Regions from separate parts of the Sus scrofa genome. Here region 2 is linked to region 1. A link is a contact called in public Hi-C data. All regions are on one chromosome and are shown on one strand. Each heading gives the region's core, a stretch centred on a gene start, on an enhancer-like site or on the middle of the called end of the contact. The rest is flanking DNA. Distances are from core to core; before and after follow the strand shown.

What was found. A called contact is a pair of places that touch in the nucleus more often than the background predicts.
Region 2: a contact with region 1 is called in a Hi-C map of liver, with 1.8 times the contacts expected there. The contact joins two enhancer-like sites. A contact is called at or near these places in 5 of 47 Hi-C or Micro-C datasets (fibroblasts, heart right ventricle and liver).

Annotation. Positions count from the first base shown.
Region 1 is chr12:54,111,477-54,117,144 of Sscrofa11.1, forward strand. The region is part of intron 2 of NTN1 (netrin-1); the gene reads left to right. Among named protein-coding and RNA genes, the nearest start is that of NTN1, 25 kb to the left of the region's middle. Within about 2 kb of position 2,440, at least 2 of the 83 cell types and tissues checked have an H3K27ac peak or open chromatin away from gene starts, as enhancers often do. A contact at or near this core is called in liver, where this site is marked.
Region 2 is chr12:54,230,741-54,236,470 of Sscrofa11.1, forward strand. It overlaps NTN1 (netrin-1), which reads left to right. Exons shown (of 8, transcript NM_001044548.1): 4 at 5,277-5,426. Among named protein-coding and RNA genes, the nearest start is that of TRNAE-UUC, 78 kb to the left of the region's middle. Within about 2 kb of position 2,826, at least 14 of the 83 cell types and tissues checked have an H3K27ac peak or open chromatin away from gene starts, as enhancers often do. A contact at or near this core is called in liver, where this site is marked.

The DNA.
Region 1 (5,668 bases), core at 1,190-3,689:
TGGGCTGGCCTCCTGTGGTCACGGGTGCCTGCAGCATAATGCTCGTAATTGTTTAAACATGGCCTTGGGAGGGGGCTGTAAATGGCCCGGGAGCTTGGGCCCACCAGCAGGAAAGGGAGGTGACAGGGGAGGTGTCGGCCTGAGAAATCGAATGCCCTGCTAAAGACTTGCAAAATCAGAAGGCTAAAAGGATGCTGCTTAGTTCAGGATCTGGTACATAGCTGTAGGTAAGCGAAGGTTTTTGTAGTCATAGTCATTCTTATAATTATTGTCATTATTATAATTAACCCTTGAGGGCTTGGTGTTTTTGCATTAACATGCGCCTGACTTTGGTCATTGAATCATTGGGACTGTGCTGATAACAGGCCCTATTAGTGTGCTTACTTTGCGGATGAGGAAACCATAGCCTAGAGATACCAAACGGTTTACGCAAAGCCATGAAGCTCGTAGGTGATGGAGTGAGGGCTCCAGTCTGACTTTTGTTTTGTTTTACTGCATCCCTGGTGCTGCCTTCCCACAGAAGGGCTGGATGGAGGAGTGAGTGGTGGTTACATATCCACGTGCAGGCCAACCTCAGAGAGGTCGTGGGTTCAGGTCCAGACCGTGGCATGTGTTGCAATGAAGCAAGTCCGTTTCCCAGTGCCCATAAAAGTTGTTTACACTGTACTGTAGTCTGTGAGGTGTGCGGTAGCATTGTGTCTGAAAAAACAATGTACGCACCTTAATTAAAAAACACTTCATTGCTAAAAAATGCTAACCGTCGTCTCAGCCTTCCGCCAGGCACAGAAGTAACATCAGAAATCACTGATGACATTTTATCTCTGCAGCCTGGGTTCAGCCCCTGGTCTGGAAACTTAGATCCCACACCAAACTGGTGCACGCTTTGGCCAAAAAAAAGAGCCACTGTTGACAGATCACCATAACCCGTGTCGTAATAACGGAAAAGCTTGAAATACTGCAAAGAAGCACCCAAATGACACAGAAGAGTGACACGAGCACATGCTGTTGGTACAATGGTGCCAACAGACCCGATCAAGGCAGGGTTGTCACAAACCTTTAATTTGTAGAAAAAGCAGTATCTATGAAGCTCAGTCCAGCAGGGTGCCTTAAAACGAGGTCTGCCGTAGAGGAGAAAATTTGGAACAGCCTGTTAGCTCTTGCTAGCGTTGACCGCGGTTCCCTCATTGTGTTCTGTTACGTGACATTGAGTCGCGTGTCACATTTATGATATTCCTACGTACTTAAATATGAAATCGTATGTAAGAAGTTGTCCTTGATTTTAGCCATCAGGCCTGGTGGGAGCTGGGAGTTTTCAGGAACGCGGGTGAAGAGGGTGGACCTGCACCTTTGTGTGGGGTCTCGGCGTGCACAGGTGTTGCTGATGGCCAAGGCTTTGCTTGATTTCAGGGCCTGTGATCTCTCACAGGTGGCGGGACAGAGTTTGTAATCAGAATTTTTTTTTTTTTTTTTTTTTTTTTTTTAAGGGCTGCGCCTGTGACACGTGGACCTTCCCAGGCCAGGGGTCCAATCGGCGCTGCAGCTGCCGGCCTACCCCACAGCCACAGCCACGCAGGATCCGAGCCGCGTCTGTGAGCTACACCTCGGCTCATGGCAACGCGGGATCCTTAACCCACTGAGCGATGCCAGGGATGGATAACAGTCAGGTTCTTAACTGACTAAGCCACAATGGGAACTCCATAAAATCTTTTTTTAATAAGGCCTCCTTTCTTCTTAATACGCAGCCTCCCCTTGCTTCTCCAGGACATGCTGAAAAAAAGTCTGGGGAGGGGTGGAGAAGTCTCGTTAGAGAGGCGAGTCGAGAGCCACATCCTGGTCACTGGCGTGATGCGGGGCTGGGAGGGGCAGGGCGTGCGCATCAGCGGTGCCCTGCTGTCCTTTACCTCTGTTGGCCCCGTGGCAGCTGGAGTGAGGGGTCTCTGCTGGGGTCCCTCATTAGCACGTGGTGGGCCAGGAGGCTGCTCCCCGCTCTACCCAGAGCGGCGAGACAGAGCTGCGTCATGGGAAGACTTCGGGGGTGGGGTGGGGTGGGGTGGGGGCGCGCCTGTGCCTTTCCTGGCTTTGCCAGTCTCTCCTTTGGCCCTGCCCAGACTCCTCCCTGACCTCCTCCTCCTGGAGAAAAATGAGATCCTCGGAAAAGTATTTGAGACTTTATGTCCAGAGTAAATATTGGAAAGGCAGTGGGTTGAAATTCACATGTTCCCTGGAAGGAATCCCCTCATTTTCTGCTCACAGCTGGTATCGATATTTCCTTCTCGAGATGAGTTGTGCTTTTCATTAAGTAAATTTTTTGTCTTGGGATTAAACCAACATTGTATTCTTAATAGACTTTTATGTTTACACTTCAAAAGTCCGTTGGGTTGTTATTCGTGTTATCTCGATGGCTTCTACAGCGTCTACTATGCACGCTGGCCTCACCAAAATAAATGGCTCTCCGGGGAACTGGATTATGAAACGGTCTTATCTGTCGATGCACTGGGACGGGTGTTTGTGAGCCAGAATTTTTTTTTCTTCTTCCTTTCGGAAGTGATAATCATACCTTGGGTTTCTGTATTGCCTTTCATTAGGGGGAGACTGCAGGTCTCAGAGGGCTTTTGAAATGCTCAGGATTTAAGCCTAATACTTGCAGAGTGGCCCAGAGCATTTTGCCTGTTGTCTGGAAAGACACGCAGCAGCCCTTGTGGTCTCTGCAGCCTGGGAAGGTGTGGCATTGGTTTGGGTGGCCAGGGAGTTTAGGATGCTGGTCCGGGGGGCAGGGGGAGTGTGCGTGGGGGTGTCGGGTTGCATCCTGAAGACAGACCGCAAACCCCTACTAAGTGTCAGGCATTGTCCTGGGCGCTTTACATGTGCGTTGTTTCTGTGGATCAGCTCGCCACCAGGAGCGGAAGCCTTTCGCAACCCCACGTCCCTGCCACCAAAGGGCAGCTGTTACACAAACAAAACTGAGTGTGGACAGGGCATGTCTTGGCTTCTCCAGGGACGCTGTTACACACACAGGGAGCAGGGGCCATCAGCGACGCTTGTATAGGAGGCTGATCACATAGAAGCCACGTCCTGTTGTAACCAGCCTCCAGGGATGGTTCTGAACAGCGCCTGCAATAAGCCAGCTGCCTGGGACGGTCCTCAGACACTCTGCTGGCCTTCTGCTGGCTTGAGATTTGATTCGGATAACACAACATGGGGAGTTCAGTGTCGCCTTTCTGTACTTTTTTTTTTTTTTTTTTTTTTAAAGAGGCTGCTTCCGCGGCACGTGGAGGTTCCCAGGCTAGGGGTCCAATCGGAGCTGTAGCCGCCAGCCCACACCACAGCAATGCCAGATCCAAGCCGCATCTGTGACCTACACCACAGCTCACGGCAGCGCCGGGTCCTTAACCCGCTGATCGAGGCCAGGGATCAAACCAGCACCTCGTGGATGCTAGTCAGATTCATTTCTCCTGAGCCACGATGGGAACTCTGCCTTTTTGTACTCTGTACTCTTATTCCAAAAATGTAGCCCTCTTATAAACTTGGGGTTAGATTTTAAACTTGATTTAGTTATTGACTTTTTTCAACTGCCCGCGTGGCATGTGGAAGTTCCTGGGCCAGGGCTCGAACCGGCGCCCCGGTGGTGACTTGCTCCATAACTGCGGCAGCGCCGGATCCTCAATCTGCTGCACCACCCGGGACTTCAACGTGAAGTTAGCTTTTAATTTGCCTTTGGGATGTTGTAAAATTTATGTAACTTTTGTGGTCCCCCCCTGCCCGCCGCCCTGCCCCTGTCAGAAAGCAGAGACCCGTTCCAGCTGTCATTCTTTACCTGTAGCGATACTGCTTTCCTTCCTGTCCCCAGCTCCTGGGAGGCCCTGGCCAGGTGTGTTCATCTCTGACTATATTATTTTGTGCCACATCTGCCCTCTGACGGAAAGGGGCTGTGGGCGTGGGATGGGCCAGAAGTGAAATGCCTCTCATCCGAGCCTTTTTTCTCCCAAACACTTAAGCGCCCACCCCAAGCCTCCTTTGGGATGGATGCAAAGGAGCATCGGTGGCGCCTGCATCTGCTGGCCCTCAGAGACCGAGGGAAGATGTCCTCGAGGGGGACAGGTGCACCCGTGGTTGAGGGGTACTGCCGAGGCGTGGAGTGTGCCCTGTGGGGGTCATTCCTGGAGCTTTCTGCTGTTGGGGTCAGTGTATGAGCTGGAGCTAAGCTGGAATCAGGCCGCAGTGCCTTTATGCACAGAAAGAAGATCCAGAGAAAGATGCTTCTGTACGGGGGGCTTCCGGGTTATTTAAAGGGGAGGAGGTGTTTCAGAAATCCAAGTAAGTTTGTTGGCTGAGAACCGTAAAAGGCCGAAAATAGCACAAAGAGGAACAGAACGTTCACCGCATCGGCTAAGAGCCAGTGAATCCTCCCAACTCAGCCTGGAAGGAGGCACTAGAGGTCTGTCTCTGTGGAGGCGTCAGGACTCGTCTAGGCAAGGTCCAGGTTTAGTTGAGGGCTCATTCATGGCCCCTCCCGAGTGGTGCTATTGCTAGATTTTCCCCACTTCTTTTCTGCCTACGGATAAGAGAGATTATTGGTTGTCGTGTCCAGTTTTCCATACATTCCAGAGGCTCCACATCTAAGTTAGACAACCTGTAGGACCACAGGAATGAGTCTTAGATAACAAGGAAATGATGTAAATCTCCTTTAGTTTCCCTGGTGTCTGTGTGGTGCGTGTTTGATGGATCATCCCAAAGGGACGAATGCTTCCTGCTGCCTGAATACGGTTGTCAGGGCTTCTGATTTCATCTGTTCCTTCTTGGAATGGCTGTAGTGAGTATTTATCAAACATGCCACCAACCCCCAATTCTGAAACCAGGGCAGACATGACTAATCCATCACAGCACTCTTTTCTCCTAACTCCAGAACTGGTCTTAAGGTATTAGATTCCTTTTCTTTTTAAAAAAATTTTTTTTTCTTTTTATGGCTGCACCTGCGGCATATGGGAATTTCCAGGGCTAGGGGTGGAATCAGAGCTGCAGCTGCCGGCCTACACCAGAGCCACAGCAATGCTGGATCTGAGCCACATTGTGGCAAAGCCGGATCCTTAACCCATTGAGCGAGGGTAGGGATTGAACCCACATCCTTACGGACACTATGTCAGGTTTCTTAACCCACTGGGCCACACTGAGAATGTCTCAATATGATGCCATTACTCAGAACCAGTCTAGGGGATGAAAACTCTGTGACACTTCTGGTCCCCAAAGACCTCCCCCTGCTTCCCCAGCCTGCAGACGAAGAAGCCCTTATAAGGGACGTTTCCGGAGCTGTCAGTGGTTAGGTGGCGCTACCTGGTCTGGGAACTTAAAGCAGCGTGAAGTGACGCCCCCTGCAGGTGGGGTACACTCTCATTGGGGAGGGCCTGCACGTGAGCGGTGAACACCTGTTCTGAGCATAAACTCAGGTGGACTTTGCTCTGTGCTCGGGGCAGGGGAGGTGCTAAGGGTCTTGAGAAGAAGCAGGTTTCGGGTTTGGCTCCGGTGCCGGGGAGGGACTGCAGCGTGGTCCCCTTCACGTTTTCCTCTGGCCTCTGCTCTTAGTGCTTGTTTTCGTCCAGCCCATCAGTATGAGAGACCGCGGGCCCCTGAAAAGAAGGGACTCTGCAGGAGAGTCCGCACTGAAGTCCCCGTG
Region 2 (5,730 bases), core at 1,576-4,075, 120 kb after region 1:
ATTCCGGGAACACTCATTCAGAGCTTGAGGCCAGTGCTCCACGCCTGGCGTGGCCGCGGGAAGGACGTCTAAAGTGAGGCCCGGTGCCGTGGTGGCTCTCTCTTCTCTCCTGCGTGGGGCTGCTCCCCTCCCCTCCACAAGCAGGTGTCCTGGGGTCACTGCGTGGAGCCAGTCCCCACGGGAGCCCAGGATGGATCTCCACAGCTGTGGCGTGAGCTGCCGTGGAGAGAGGGCCAGCCCAGAGGGTGCACCGCCCCGACGGAGGCCACAGGCCTCCAGGGCAGCCTGTCAGAGGGAGCAGGAGGGGCTCGGGACAAGCCTCCGGGATTGGGGTGCCCTGCCTTCCAGGTCAGCTTTGTGGCGCCCTTCTCAGAGCTGACAAACCACATCTCAGAGAGGAGGTTCGGCCCAGTGCAGCGGGGAGTGGTGTCGGGCCCCTGGGTGTGGAGGGAAGGCCTGGCCGCAGGAGCGGTTTTCCGGTGCCCTGAGCCAGGACACTGTGCTGGACTGTGGCTGTGCGGGTGATGGCCCCAGGGGGCAGGCCGTGCTGCCTTGAATCCTTGGAGCCGTGTGGAAGCCAAGCCCTAGCCTGTTGAGCCGGAAGCGACTCTAGGGCAAGTATGGACTCTGTCCTTAGTGGGGAGCCGTCGGAGGCTCAGAGAGAGCGAGGCGCTGATCCAGGGTCGCACAGCATTAGTGGCAGGGCAGGGTCAGACCGGGATCTCCTGACGCCCATCTGAAACATCTGTGTGTCCTGAGCTGGCTGTTCCCGGCTGATGACCTGGAGCAAGGACAGTCTGGTTCTCCTCTGAGCTGGGAGGCCCTCCAGCCCGCGTGGTCGTGAGAAACCGAACCCTGCTGCCTTCTCAGGCCCCGGGCTTCCGCCTGCTCTCACCTTCCTCTTTGTGGAAAAACGAGTAGGTTGTGCCCCAGGCCCAGGTGCTGCCTGCTGCGTGCAGAGGGGTGACTTCCCAGGGACCGGCCTGACCTCTGCCCCAAGTGGCTGACTTCCAGGGAAACAGGAGTCACCCAGCAGCTTCCTGTGGCGGAAGATGTTCTGACCCAGACCTGGTTCTCGGCAGAGTCAGGGTGGCCCTGCGCTCCCCTGCCGGCTGTGGCGCTGTGTGTGCAGGAGCGTCTGTGGCATCTCCACGTGTCTGGGTGTCTCGGGGTGTGGGGCTACAGCAGGATCCCTTTGGCTTTCTCTCCCTAAGGACCAGGGCCGGCGTCTCCTTGGTAACCAGTGGGCAGCTCAGACCTGCTTCCTGTGACACAGCTGGCCAAGTCCCTTGTCCAAGGCATTCGAGGACCCACTGCAGGCTGTGGTCACCCGGCAGCGCTCCCCACACCTTGAAGCTCACCCTTCTTTGCACAGAGGGTGTAACTTAGGCTTTCCTTATTCATGGGCTTTGGGGAAGCGGCCTTCCTTTGGGACCACGTAGCTTGGAATTGAGAAGGAGCACAGTGAAAGTCTCTCTTGGGACCGCATTTGGCTGCACGTAACGGAGATTCCACCTGGCCTCGATGTCACTAGGGATGCGTGTATGTCTCCTGGCAGAACAAGAAGCCTGGGGGCAGTCCGGGGGGCGAGGGCCCTGGCGATGCACTCAGAAATCAGGCCTTTCCATCTCCCAGCGCTGCTCCCTCTGCCGGCAGTTCTGTTCAGTCCGTGGGCTCCTCTGTACGGTCATGCCAAGTTCATAGCTGGTGGGAGGACCAGAAGGGTGTTGGAGGAGGGTGTGGATGTGCCCGAGTGTTCCCAGGTGTCTGGGTGGCTGTGCTGCGCTGCAGGAGGGCTCCACCGTTGGGGGTGGTTCCACCCTTTGTGTCGTGGTCTGTGCACATGGGTCAGAAGAATTTTCCAGCGTGGCGAGGTGAAGAGAAAGAAGAGTTTGAGATATGAGATGGATGCTGCTAGCGCAGCAGGATGACTTCCTGATGATCTAGGGGAGCTGCTGCCCAACATGTAGTCATGTCTGTTTTTATAGCCCTGGGAGAGCAGCGGTCACATGATACACCTGCTGACCTGCTGATTGGTTGAGGGCAGAGGGGTCCTATGATACACTTGCTGGTTGGTTGGGGGCATATAAGGCCTCTAGAGAGGTGGGGTGAGGAGTGGGCCACATACCTTTCCTAGTCGGGGGCAGGAGGGAGTTGGCCAGGTGGCTCAAGGAAGGGGAGGGTATATTACAGTCAGATGGGTGGGGCCAGGATAAGGGTCTGGGAATTCTTGTCTTGGCCGGAGGCTTCGAGGTCTGTCTCCTTGAAGGGCCTTGAAGCCTACCTCCCTGGAGGTGCCCTAAGCAGCCTCCAGAGCCCCCGCCCTCTGGGACCCAGCCAGCTTCTCTTGGGGAGCAGTAATTTGCGTGGCAGCCCAGCCTCCTGTCTCTGGGAATCCAGGCAAAAGGGCCTGGCAGAATCTTGGGAGAAAGATTCGGAAGCCACACAGCAAAGCGCCCTCTCTTTTAATCAAAGGATGGGCCTAAGGGTGTGCCTGCTCCACAAAGTGGCACAGCTGCCCTGCATCAGTGAGGATGGCCCTCAGCTCTGCCCACCCCAGCTGGCAGCACGCCAGCCGCGCCATCGAGGGTCCACCTGCTTCCTGGGCCCGTGGGTGAGGGCGCTGCACACCCCTTCCCACCAGGCTCTGCTCTGGGCCAGCTCCGGCCTCGGCAAAGATGACCTGGACCTGGGGGTGAGTGGGCTCTGACCCTCCAGTGACCAGGCAACCTTCGGTGACCTCTGTCTGGCCAAGTCCAAGGCCCCGAAGTTACTGGCACACAGCTGCGTTCCGTCAGCGCGGCGGGGAGGGCGTCTTGGCATGGCTTTCCGGATTACTAGCAGGCCTGCGAAGCAGCCACGGGAGGTCAGCTGGCAGCAGCCTCGGCAGTCCATGGCCACCCGATGCCCACGCCCACGTCACGGGCTTGGGCACCTGGTCCCATGCTGGGCCCTCTGCTCTCATGAGGCCCGCTCAGAGATGCTCCTCGGGCTCCCTCTCCGTTCCCATCACAGACGGATCTGAGAGGCTGGAGGGGAAGGTCAGAGGTCACCTCCCCTCCTCCCATGATCATCCACAGCAGGCATCCGGGCTGGGGGGGGAAGAAGAGGAGGAAGAGGAAGAAAAAACCAAAAGGGAATGAACTTGAATTCATAGATTTAAGATGCGTTTCTAACAAAAGGACTCGCTGCTCCGTACAGGGGAGGGGTGGGACAGTGCCCTGTCCCCCCCAGGTCGCGTCCCCGGCCCTCCTCTAACCCGACACGGAATCCCCGTGGCCCCGACCCCCACTCCCAGGGCTTCCAGAAGCGCTCTCGTGTCCACAGCTTCACAAACCGTTCCTGACCTTCCTCTGCTTCCCGCCGCCGCCTCCCTCCTCCTTCCTCTGCCTCCTGCTCCTCCGCAGCCACTCCTGGGCCCGAGGCCGACCGGGTGGGAGCGGCTGGATCTTCCCCCAGAGCCTCGGGCCTCACGCTGAGCAGCTCCGCTGCGGGGAAGAGCTAATTTGGCTCTTTGGGGAGCTCCGCTCTCACTTATTCCCGTGGAGATTTTTTCCATTTGGGTTAGAAACAGAGCAGCTCTGGCACCAAGTGAAATTCCTGCAGGCTGTCCTCCTGCAGACAACTCCCTACCCTCTCCAGGATTCCCTGGGGAGGGCGCGGGGGGGCCCGGGGAGGTGGGGACAGGCCGAAGACTGGCCTCCTTCATCCTGCCTCCCCTTGGCTTCCCGCACTTTGGGTCCACTGCCTGCATCCAGGGTGGCAGGGGACTGTATCTGCAGGTACCGCAGATCTTGCTCAAGCATCGCGGAGTTAGGGGGTGTCTTAGTCCACTTGGGCTGCGCTAGCAAAACGACCAGAGGAGTGCCTGTTGTGGTCCAGTGGGTTAAGGACCCAGTGTTGTCTCTCTGAAGATGCAGGTCCTATCCCCGGCCTTGCTCAGGGGGTTAAGGATCTGGCCTTGCCGTGACTGAGGCATAGGCTGCAGCTGCAGCTCCAATTCGACTCCTCACCCGGGAACTTCCATATGCTGCAGGTGCAGTGGTCAAACAAAACCAAACAAAACCGAAAAACCCGCTGTGGGCTGGGTGACTTAGACAACAGCTACGTCTTGGTTTTGGAGGCCGGGAATCCAAGAGGAAGGTGCCTTCGGACTCAGCGTCTGCTGGAGGCTGCCTCCTGCTCCGCAGACTGTGGCCTCGCCGTGCGCTTGTAGAGAGATCCTTCTTAATTCCTCCTCCCATAAGGGCGCTAAGCCCACCGCGAGGGTCCCACCTCATGACCTCCGTCAAACTGAGTTACCCCCCAAGGGCTTCACCTCCTAATGTGGGGGGTGAGGGCTTCAGCGTATGAATTTGCAGAGGGGAGCGGGACAGCCATTTAGTCCGCTGTAGAGGGGATGTCCCCTCAAACTCCTCTGGTCATTTCATGGCTGGGATCGGGTCCTTGGAACACAGGGAGGGAGCCTCAGGGCACAGTGTGACAAGGGGGGGCAACCCCAGCGCTCTGGCCTGGTCTGAATTGGGAGGAGGGTTGTGGGATGCGCAGCCAAGGACCCGAGAATCAGGGCTTCGTGGCCCCTCGCAGCTTGGGCCACCCCTTTCTGCGAGGCCCTGGAGCCACTCTTTGCATCTGGAGTTCAGCGATCCCCGTGACGCTTCCTAGTGCTGCACCTGCTGCGTTTCGTGTTCCGAAGCCTGAGTCTCAGACTGCTGGCTGCACGTCACCGTGGGTGGACAGAGCAGAGTGGGGATGGCAGTCTAGGAGGGGTGTCACACCTCCCTGCTGACTCCCTCTGACCTGGCAACCCTCAGTGCTCCATCAGGCCCCTCCCCCCGGGGTGGGGAGGACCAAAGCCTGGGGGCCAGAAGCTGGCTGGGGGCAGAGGGGGCAGAGGGCACGCACCAGCCGGTCCAGGGCAGGGGTACCCCCAGTTCCGCCTCCTGCACGCGCTATAACCCCACAGCGTGTGTTGGCCTTCTTCCCAGGGTTCCATAAGGGCCTCTGGACATTCCTGCTGCCCATACACTCCTTTCAAGGCCGTCAGTTCTCATTCTCTTCCTCCGCTTTCAGGTAGGCAGGTGGTCCATCATCAGAGCTTCTGGAACGTGCGGGCTTGCCAGCCCCAGCCTCGCTCTTCCGCTGGGCTGGGGTCCAGGGCACTGTTGGCTGGGGAGGGCCCCCCCAGGGGTGCGTGTGTGTGTGCGTGTGCGTGTGTGTGTGTGTGTGTTCTGGCCACTGCTGCCCTCTGACCCCATGTTGTGTGTTCTCTGCAGCCTGTGATTGTCACCCGGTGGGCGCCGCTGGCAAGACCTGCAACCAGACCACGGGCCAGTGTCCCTGCAAGGACGGCGTGACCGGCGTCACCTGCAACCGCTGCGCCAAGGGCTACCAGCAGAGCCGCTCCCCCATCGCCCCCTGCATAAGTACGCGGGAGCCGCCTTCTGGAGGCGGGGCTTGGGCGGGGGGCGGGGCTTTCCGGAGGCTGGTCTCCCCGCCCCCATCCAGTGGGGGTAGTGCTGATTCCCGTGGATCTCTGCGCTCAGAGGGGCCCCATGAGACCTCCCCAAGCCCATCTGTGTCTCTCTGTTCTGACAAAGACGAAATTTCCTGTTCCCCCAAGGGAATCAGGCTCCTCCCCTTTCCCCGGGTCCTGCTCCCATATTCCACCTTGACCCTGGGCCTGCAGGGAGTGGGGGACCTGAACCAGGGGCGGCCACTACTGCTGCT